Linked DNA regions of Sus scrofa: region 1 is linked to region 2. Evidence: chromatin contacts called from public HiChIP or PLAC-seq data. All regions are on one chromosome and are shown on one strand. Each heading gives the region's core, a stretch centred on a gene start, on an enhancer-like site or on the middle of the called end of the contact. The rest is flanking DNA. Distances are from core to core; before and after follow the strand shown. Region 1 overlaps LOC102157904 (a long non-coding RNA gene). Region 2 has its middle 240 kb from the start of KLF6.

The links. HiChIP or PLAC-seq counts read pairs in DNA pulled down with a chosen protein or histone mark.
Region 1: an H3K27ac HiChIP or PLAC-seq map of alveolar macrophages shows a contact between it and region 2. The contact joins two enhancer-like sites. A contact is called at or near these places in 1 of 47 Hi-C or Micro-C datasets (embryonic fibroblasts) and 1 of 2 datasets of contacts at active chromatin or transcription factors (alveolar macrophages).

The regions. Positions count from the first base shown.
Region 1 is chr10:66,558,233-66,562,351 of Sscrofa11.1, forward strand. The region is part of intron 1 of LOC102157904 (a long non-coding RNA gene); the gene reads left to right. Among named protein-coding and RNA genes, the nearest start is that of KLF6, 72 kb to the left of the region's middle. Within about 2 kb of position 2,224, at least 13 of the 83 cell types and tissues checked have an H3K27ac peak or open chromatin away from gene starts, as enhancers often do. A contact at or near this core is called in alveolar macrophages, where this site is marked.
Region 2 is chr10:66,247,691-66,252,326 of Sscrofa11.1, forward strand. No RefSeq gene overlaps it. Among named protein-coding and RNA genes, the nearest start is that of KLF6, 240 kb to the right of the region's middle. Within about 2 kb of position 1,516, at least 17 of the 83 cell types and tissues checked have an H3K27ac peak or open chromatin away from gene starts, as enhancers often do. A contact at or near this core is called in alveolar macrophages, where this site is marked.

The DNA of each region.
Region 1 (4,119 bases), core at 974-3,473, 310 kb after region 2:
GGGGAAATAGTGCCACCGATTTCATTGAGTTAGATTTCTGGACACCTCAAGATGACAGTTAAAGTGGCTGCCCACATAGAAAATTCTCCAGGAGATCTCTCCTATATGGGGATTCTTGATTATCAGGTTAATTGGGACTGTCAAATTCTCTGTTAATTAGTCTGAAATTAAATTACCAGGGAATCAGGAGGCATGGCAAATATTTGGTTTTTCACATCAGCATAGGTCATAGGCTCAGTCCCCTCCAGGCACCCTGGCACATATCCCTTATTTGATGAAATTGCAAGTATGCTCCCACTTTAGGAATCAAAGTTAGTTACTGGTCCTGTTTGGTTAAAAAAGTGTGATTTTAAAACAAATCTACGTTTAATCAAATATTAAAGTAATTTTAAAATAGTTTTCAAATTATACAGTTAATATTTTGGAAGTTTTATATCATGTCTACTTTTATTAGTTAATCAAGTAGTCCAAATTTAGCGCCACTGTGATTACTTTCCAACAAGTCCATGAATAGCAAATTTTGAGTTCTCCAAGGGTCAGTGATGGAAGTAGATTGCAGAAAATCTGTGCTTCCAGTTATTCCTTCTACTTTCTTCCTTCCCATTTCCAAGTAAGTTCTGCAGTGTAATTTCAGTCAAGTAGACCATTGCTTGACTGAGAGAAATTCTTCTGGTGTTTATATGTCTAGTCATTTATCCCTGCCGTAATATAACTCCTGTGTTAGCTATAGTCTTGGAATTACCTCAAATTTAAAGATTTTAGTTGTTTTTTCTGCTGAGGCTGCGCCTGCTGCTCACTTTATATGCGTAGGGTTGCCAGGTCACTGAATCATTAGCATGTTTTTTCCCTAAGGTCTAATCTAATATCTGGAGGTTGAACACTCTTGGATACTCTAAGACAGCTGTGGCCGCTACACTGTATCAACAAGAATATGGCAGATTGGGTAGATTATAAAGGCATACATTTATTTCTCATGATGGTAGAGGCCGGGAGTCAAGATCAGGGGCCTAGCAGAGTGGGATCTGGGGAGAACTCTTTCTGGTTGCAGATGCCAGCCTCTCATTTCATCTTCACATGGCTGAGAGAGCAGGAGAAGGGCAAAGCAAGCTCTCCCCAGACTCTCCTAGAGGCACTAATCCCATCTGTGAGTGCCCCACCCTCCTGACCCTGCTAATCCTAATCATCTTCCAAAGGCCCCTCCTAATACTGTCACATTGAAGGGCCGGATTTTGGGGGGACACAGACATTCAGTCCCTACATCTTTCAAACCGTGGTGCCTGTACATTTAATAAAACCATCAAGCCATTGCCCTTTGCATGACTCACAAGCACTAGAGAACAACAATTTTAAAAACTGAAATTTACTGCTCTGCAGGCATACCAGATCCTTTAGTGGGATGGAAGTGTGAGCTGGGAAGGTGTGAATTTAAAACATCCCAGTCATGCTGTGGTGGCGTATTGAAAATACGAGGGAATGGATATATCTTGGGAACAAAGTATCCAGGTTGGAGATTTTGGGAAATGACTGTTCTGTCTGATAGAAAAATGGTGTGATGAAAGCATCAGAAATGAAGGCAGTGTGTGCTGATGATGCTGGCCTTCAGGAGAAAGAGGAGGACTTGAAGAATATGCCCACATGAAATAATCTCATCTTCAACTTAGTTTTTGACCTCCCCAGGCTCACAGAGCAAGAGTGTTCCTTCTTTACTGAGAGATCAGAGCTTCTCTCCTTAGCATCTGGACTTCTGCATCAAAAAGGCCATTCTAAGAGTGCTGGATTGAGTATGGCCTTCTAACTGGAAGCTGCCTCATCCTACCATGCCCCTGTCAGTTCTCCAGACTCTCTCCATAGTTCTCTCAATTTGAACCAGTCTCTCAGACTTTGGATGTTCCAGAATCCACTTTCCAGCTGAGTCCCAACCACTTGGCTACCTTCCCCAATCTCACTTTGAGTTTCCTGGGAGACATGGGCCCTGACTGATGGGAATTGGGGCAGCCTGTCAGAACCCATAGTGGCGTCTAGTATCCGTGCAGCTGACATGTGCATTATTTAGAAACCACGGGGTATGTAAAATGGGAAGAGGTCCACTTGGCAGTTCAAATTGGCGCATGTCTGTCTTGTGACACTTCCTCTGCTTCCTGGAATAGAATTCAGCCCCTCTTCCAGAACCTCCTGCAGAATATGTGACTTGCATTTGCAGAGTCGGCCCTGGGGCGTTTCATAACTCTGCCTTGATAACCACGTGGTAACAAGATTCACATATTTAGCAAGCTAAGAGCTTGGGATGATAAGTGGTATTAATAACGCCTGTCTGTGCTCCGTATCGCCTGACTTGATCAAGTAAACGACTCCTCTCACCCTAGCATGTTGAGTACAATAGCTGATTAATGTGAAATAAATCCATACAGTTCAGAGGAAGCTTTTGCTGAACTGGAATGAACATTTGGCACATTTAGCTGTAATTGGAAGTGAACCTTTAACCAGCAGATCCCGTGAAGGGGGTGCTTCTTCCTAAGTGCGCTTGTGTCCTGGCCTAATCACGTGACACTGGACTACTTGGGTCTTCATTTTCTTTTCTTTTCTTTTTTTTTCTTAATGACAAGAGTAATACATTGTTTCGGGGATGAGTAAATTTTATTCATTATTGCACCTTTTTTTGTTGTTGTTGTTAAAACTTACTGCATAAATACTTGGAACCCTGAATTCCAGATGAAATGCCTGAGTTTCATCCGTACTGGCTGTAAACACTGGCCTACTGTTCATGTCTCCCTCTGGTGTAGGTCTGTACCCATCAGCGTCCATCTCTCTCTATATGGCTTTGGTTTTGCCTACCTCTCTTGGGATTCACTATCTTGTCCTTTTTATCATTCATCTTTATCATATGTCCCCCTTAAGTGGCTCTTGGATGTTTTCCCTGAAATTGCTTCTTGGGAAGCCCCCAGTAGCTCTCATCTCCATAATGGGCTTGTCTGGCTGTGGGCCGCCGTCCCGTCATCCCTGTACTGCTTCCTGGGAATGACCACATCCCAGCAGGATAGCCATAACAGTTTCTAGTACCACCCCCAGAACACCTACAGGGGGCAGGTAGGAAACAAATGCACAGTGGAGTTAGTCAGCTCTTTCCTCCTCTGGCTAAGGCTGCTGCCCAGAAGAAGGGTGACTTTGAGACACATGTGTCTTTTTGTGGCCATCAGCCTAGGCCCCTTCTCAGCAGCCCCTTGACCCCATGGTCAGTGAGTCTTTCACACCCGCAGTCCCTGGATGGAGCAGAGGAGGACTGGCACGGTGTCCCGCTCATGTGACCCCTGTCTTCCTGTGCAGCCTGCTCTCCTTTCTCCACTGGGCCCTGTCTTGTGGTCAGTGTGGTATCTGACCTGGGGTCAGCTCCCTTTTCCTGCTCTCATCACTCCCAAGTCCGGAGTCCTTACCTCAGCCCCCACTTCCCACATCCGGGCCCCACTTTCCCTTGGGCACTGTCCCCTCACCTGCAAATTGGACCCAACAAAGTCTCTTTAATTGGGCTGTTGTGAAGGTTTTAGGAGATGCTAAAAGCAGCTGTCGTATGGGGTCAGCAAACGTCAGTCACCTTCTTCTTTCTTCCTGCCTCCTAGTGGTACCTCCCCTCACTGTGTGCTCCAGCATCATGGGTCTTCACAGCTTCAGGCTTCCAGGTTTCCACTGAAAAACATTCCACTATCTGAATTTATCCATCATCTAATGAAGGACATCTTGGTTAGCTCCAAGTTATGGCAACTATGAATAAAGTTACTGTAAACCTCTCTTTAAAAAAATGGAAATGAATCTTTGTAGTGAAATGCAGGTGGCATTTAATCTTAGATGTCTCTTCCCACCTCCATACCCATGCATGTCCTTTTCTCCCTGGAAATGCTTTCAAATTGGTTTTTGTTTCTTTGTTTGTTTTTAGGGCTAAATGTGTGGCATATGGAGGTTCCCAGGCTAGAGGTTGAATCGGAGCTGTAGCCACTGGCCTACATCACAGCCACAGTAACACCAGATCCAAGCCGTGTCTGCGAGCTACACCACAGCTCACAGCAACACTGGATGCTGAACCCACTGAGCAAGGCCAGGGGTCAGACCCGTGTCCTCATGGATACTAGT
Region 2 (4,636 bases), core at 266-2,765:
TTTCTAGTAAATCAATAAACTACCCGATGGGTGTAAACTAAGCCAAGCTCCCAACAGCCGGGCTCTTAATTTACTGGAAACCACTTTTTAAGACCGTACAGCCTTCTGAGGGCAGGGCAAATTCTGACCAGGCACTTGTTGGTAGATGATCAGATAACGAGATGTTATACATTGAAAGGATGAAGGTGAACCTCAGTTTCTGTGAAGTCGCTCCTTCATTCATCATTTCCGTCATGCTGTGTGCTAAGCCCTAAGCCCTCAGGACTCTGGGACCTTGAGACACAAGACCGCAGAAAACCCCCAGCTCCGAAGCTCCGTCTTAGGAAACATACACAGCGAGACAGCAGGGCACAACTGTCTTTCTCTCCTCAACATCTTTCATGAGAACAAAAATAGAAGATCTTTTCTGACACACATCTGTACATCCCTCGCTTTAGTCCGTAAAGATGAACACTGGCTGTGTTGCCACGGCAGCTGACTTGCCAGGGTGAATGCATGAGAAAGATATGGTCGCTGACCCCCAAGAAATTATCCTCTCATTGGAAAAAACGGTGGGTCCCGGGTACATGGAGGGAGGGTATGACTAAGTGGACTAGGGAGACGTCAGCTCTGTTGTGAAGCAATACCCTGGACAGGAACGCTGGCTGTCGGTAAAAGCTTTGGGCAGCCAGGTAAACTGGGCCGGATGCTCATCGGGGTTCCCTGCAGGCATTGCAGCCGGGTGAGAGATCTGAACGACCGTCCGGCGTGGAAGTAAAGCTCACACCCCGGCCAGTATTTCATCACCTGATATTTCTGAGCAGCAAGTGCATCCGGAAATGTACTTAGTGCAAGTTCCTGGCCTACAGAATGAGGGACGAGGGACTGGGCCTTGGCCGGCCCGTGATGCCGGCCCAGTGAACATCAGGGAGGCTATTTCACGGATTCCCAGTGTGAGCCGCCAGCAGGGTGAGCCGCTTCTTCAAAATTCCCCAGGGAACAGATGGGGAATTCAGTTTAAAGCCACACCTGGAGTTCCCCTGGTGGCTCAGTGGGTCAAGAACCCAACATAGTGTCCGTGAAAATGCAGGTTCGATCCCTGGCCTCGCTCCGTGGGTTAAGGATCTGGTGTTGCCATGAATTGTGGTGTAGGTTGCAGATGTGGCTCAGCTCCAGGGTTCCTCTGGCTGTGGTGCAGGCCGGCAGCTGCAGCTCTGATCGGACCCCTAGCCTGGGACCTTCCTTGTGCCACGGGTGTGGCCCTAAAAACCCAAATAATAGAAATAAAGCCTGTGTGTCTGAGGCGTTCTAAGCCCCTTGTTTCCCTCTTGCTGCGCTGACTCGATGTCAGGTCTGCGAAGATAGAGACTCTAAAGTGCAGTGCGTCACCAGTCAAGAGGCGGGACCGAGACACCGTCGAGAAAGAAACGGCAAAACGGGCCGTAGCCTGTTGCTACACATTTTGGCAGGAAATCACAGCTGAGCGTGGGAAGCTTCACTTGCAGAACAGGTAGTCGTGATGACTCAGAGCCTCGGGGACAGACTGGCACGGACCCCAGGCCGGGGGATTATTCAAAACCCAGGGATCCCTGGAAGTGACTGCTTCTTGGCAGTGGCATTTTTCCCCCTTGGCTGTGAAAGGTGAGAAAGCTTTGGCAAGGAAATGAGCAGAGGAGTGAATTCAGAGCAAGGGGCACAAGTGACTCACAGATTAGATGAACAAGGACACGGCCGCAAAGCGAGAGACGCAGCAGAATCTCTCTGCCGGCTGAAGGATGAGCAAGCCCCAGGTCATCCCGACCAACTCTCAGTTTAGGAAGACGCCGTGAAAAAAACCGTGTCTCTGGGAGCAGGCTTGTGGCTGCCCTGGGGGAGGGGCGGGAGGGGATGGACCGGGAAGTGGGGGTGGGTCGATGCAAACTCTTGCATTTCGAATGGATGGGCAGTGAGGTCCTGCTGCACAGCACAGGGAACTACATCCAGTCTGGGGATAGGACGTGATGGAGCATAATGTGAGAAAAAGAATGTGTGTGTGTGTGTGTGTGTGTGTGTGTGTGTGTGTGTGTGTGTGTGTGACTGGTCACTATCCTGTACAGCAGAAATTGAAGGATCATTGCAAATCAACTATAATGAACATGTTTTAAAAACAGTGTCTATTCTTCAATGCTTGAATCAGTTAGTTAAAAGGCTGCATTGTTTGATTCCTTGTAATATCTTGGAGCGATATTTTAATATTACTTCAAATAGAAGCCTAGAAGCCCCGTACTATTTATTTAAAGTCCATTTTCAAAATTCTTTTAAAAGTAATTACAGGAAATTATCAGCCTTTGTATCTTGCTGGCTGACACATCCTATAAATCACCCAATGTGTCACTTCTGATAAAGCCCATGTAATCATGTTACATGACAGGAACTGACGGTCATAAGTAGACATGATAATTTAATTTGGAAAAAGCTCAGACTCATGCAATTCCCTTTCAACTTTAGTTCAAAAACCCTGGTGAAACTCTACAGAGGGTTGGCATATTGATGTAACTTTGAAGAACATTTGTAACATTTTTTACTTTCAAACCCGAAACGTATCTCCATCTCATACTTGAGATATAAGCGCATACAAGTGTGTAGTATAAAATATTTATAGCAAACGTTAAAATAAAGAAATGATGTGATTATCCAGTGTGATCCGTTTTTACTGGGTTCACTCAGTAGTCAAAGTCTGTGTTGAGGAGCAGGGTATAGACAGGTGCCGGCCGTAGACCACTCTCTCGGCAGAGAGTGAGAACTGTCAATGACTTCGAGAAAAGTGGGGGCATTTGATGGAGAGAAGAAAGATACACTCAAAATTGTACCTCCTTCCCTGTGGTCACCAAACTTTCAACTTCACGTGCAAAATGAACACCACAGAAGCAAGAAACTGGATCTCTTGGACCGACCCTATAGCATATTGTTAGGAGAACTTGACGTGCTGAAGGCCGGATGGGGTGGAAGCGTCCAGCTCTGAATGCCAGAGGCTGGCACCTGCAAGGCACCTGTTAGAGCTTGGAAACATGACCAAGATGGGGAAGGCTTGGGCCAGCCCAGCTCTGACTCTTGTCCTCCCTTGGGCAGGCCACTCCGGTGGCTATCGCTGTCGTGCCAGAGCCTGGAGGTACTGCTCTGTGTGGGTTCCTGCCTCTACTCCTTCACGTGTCGTATTCAACCCACCCGACAATGTGGTACAAAAAGGGGCCTGTCTTATTTCTACTCTCACTTGCTTGCGGCCCCATATGTTTTATCTCTGCCTGTGAAAGTGGGGAGGTGTTAACCACAACACAAAGACACACTCGCATTCTACAGATTAGCTTGTCTGGATACACACACACATGCACTGGTTGTGTAATGCCATAGTAGGTCGTAGTAGAAAAATGCAGTCATCCATGGCTGACATTTGTGTGTGTGTGTGTGTGCACACAGGCACGCATCCTGCAACAGGTTGCTCCCTTCCATTCTTCCTTCTGCACAAGTTCAAAACCACGACACAGCTCAGTGCTTTCCAAAGAGCAAGTCAGAAGGAGAAAGAGGTGAGGCCGTTGGAGAGAAGGTCTGTTACCCACAAAACCTCCTGGGTTCCTCCCGGTTGGTGTCGTGGTGTTTGTTACCCAAGAAGATGATGTGCTGATTGTGTGGCAGGAGGTTTTCTTCTCACAGTTCGCTTAATCCAAATAATCCCTTCCCCCAGCACCCGAAAAGGATGAGGCTAGTTATCCCTAAAATTTATCTAAAACTATGTTCTCCCAAGTCTGAAGCAGGAAGATTTAGCTTTGAAAAATGGAATAAAATGTCTACTGAAAAAATCGCAAAACTGACAAGCGAATGAGGTATATGCATGTACCTGGTGAAATCATCAATTACCAAAAGAATGTGGCCATCACAGAGACTAGACAAGAGGAGTCGGGAAGCAAAACTATTACAGTATTTGTACAACTGTGCCAGAGGGTAAGGTAATAAATCTAGCTGCCCTAAATCTTCCCAACACTAAAAGGGGCATTCTGTTGTGAAGCAATAAAGTGAATGCCTACTCATGACCGAGAGAAAGTAAAGCTCTCCAGATACCCATTTCCCGTCATCATTTAACTTTCCTTTGGAAAAAAGTGCAACGAGACAAGAAAAATTAAATATAAGAGAAGAGATATTATAAATATATATCAACGTCCATCTTTCAAACATCTCTTTTCTAAGACATCTGACCCACTGACACCCCCACAGAGCTTGGCCCTGCCCACCTAGAGTTTGATCAGGTTTACTGGATCTCTGCCTCAAGATCAGCCACCCACCGCCTGGCTAGCAGCATCTAATTTATACGGCTTGGTTCAGCACATGATTGCAGCAATCATATTTGCATCTTAGGAAAACAGAGATGATTTTGTTCATGAAAAGTGGGGAGAGATAAAGAAGCAAGAGGAACTAGAAGGAAGGGAGTCATGACAGAGAAAAGAAAAAAGTGGGACTGCCCCCCTGGGAAAGCAGCCCTAGTTCTTGTCATCTATCCTCTTTCCATAGGAAACCAGCACCTCTGCTTGGCTTTTTGTTTTTAGACTCCCGGGAATGCTTGCTGTAATTGTTTCATAGATGATAGTAAACCTTGGTTTCTTGAAACTGGAAGAGCCCTGGAAATTCA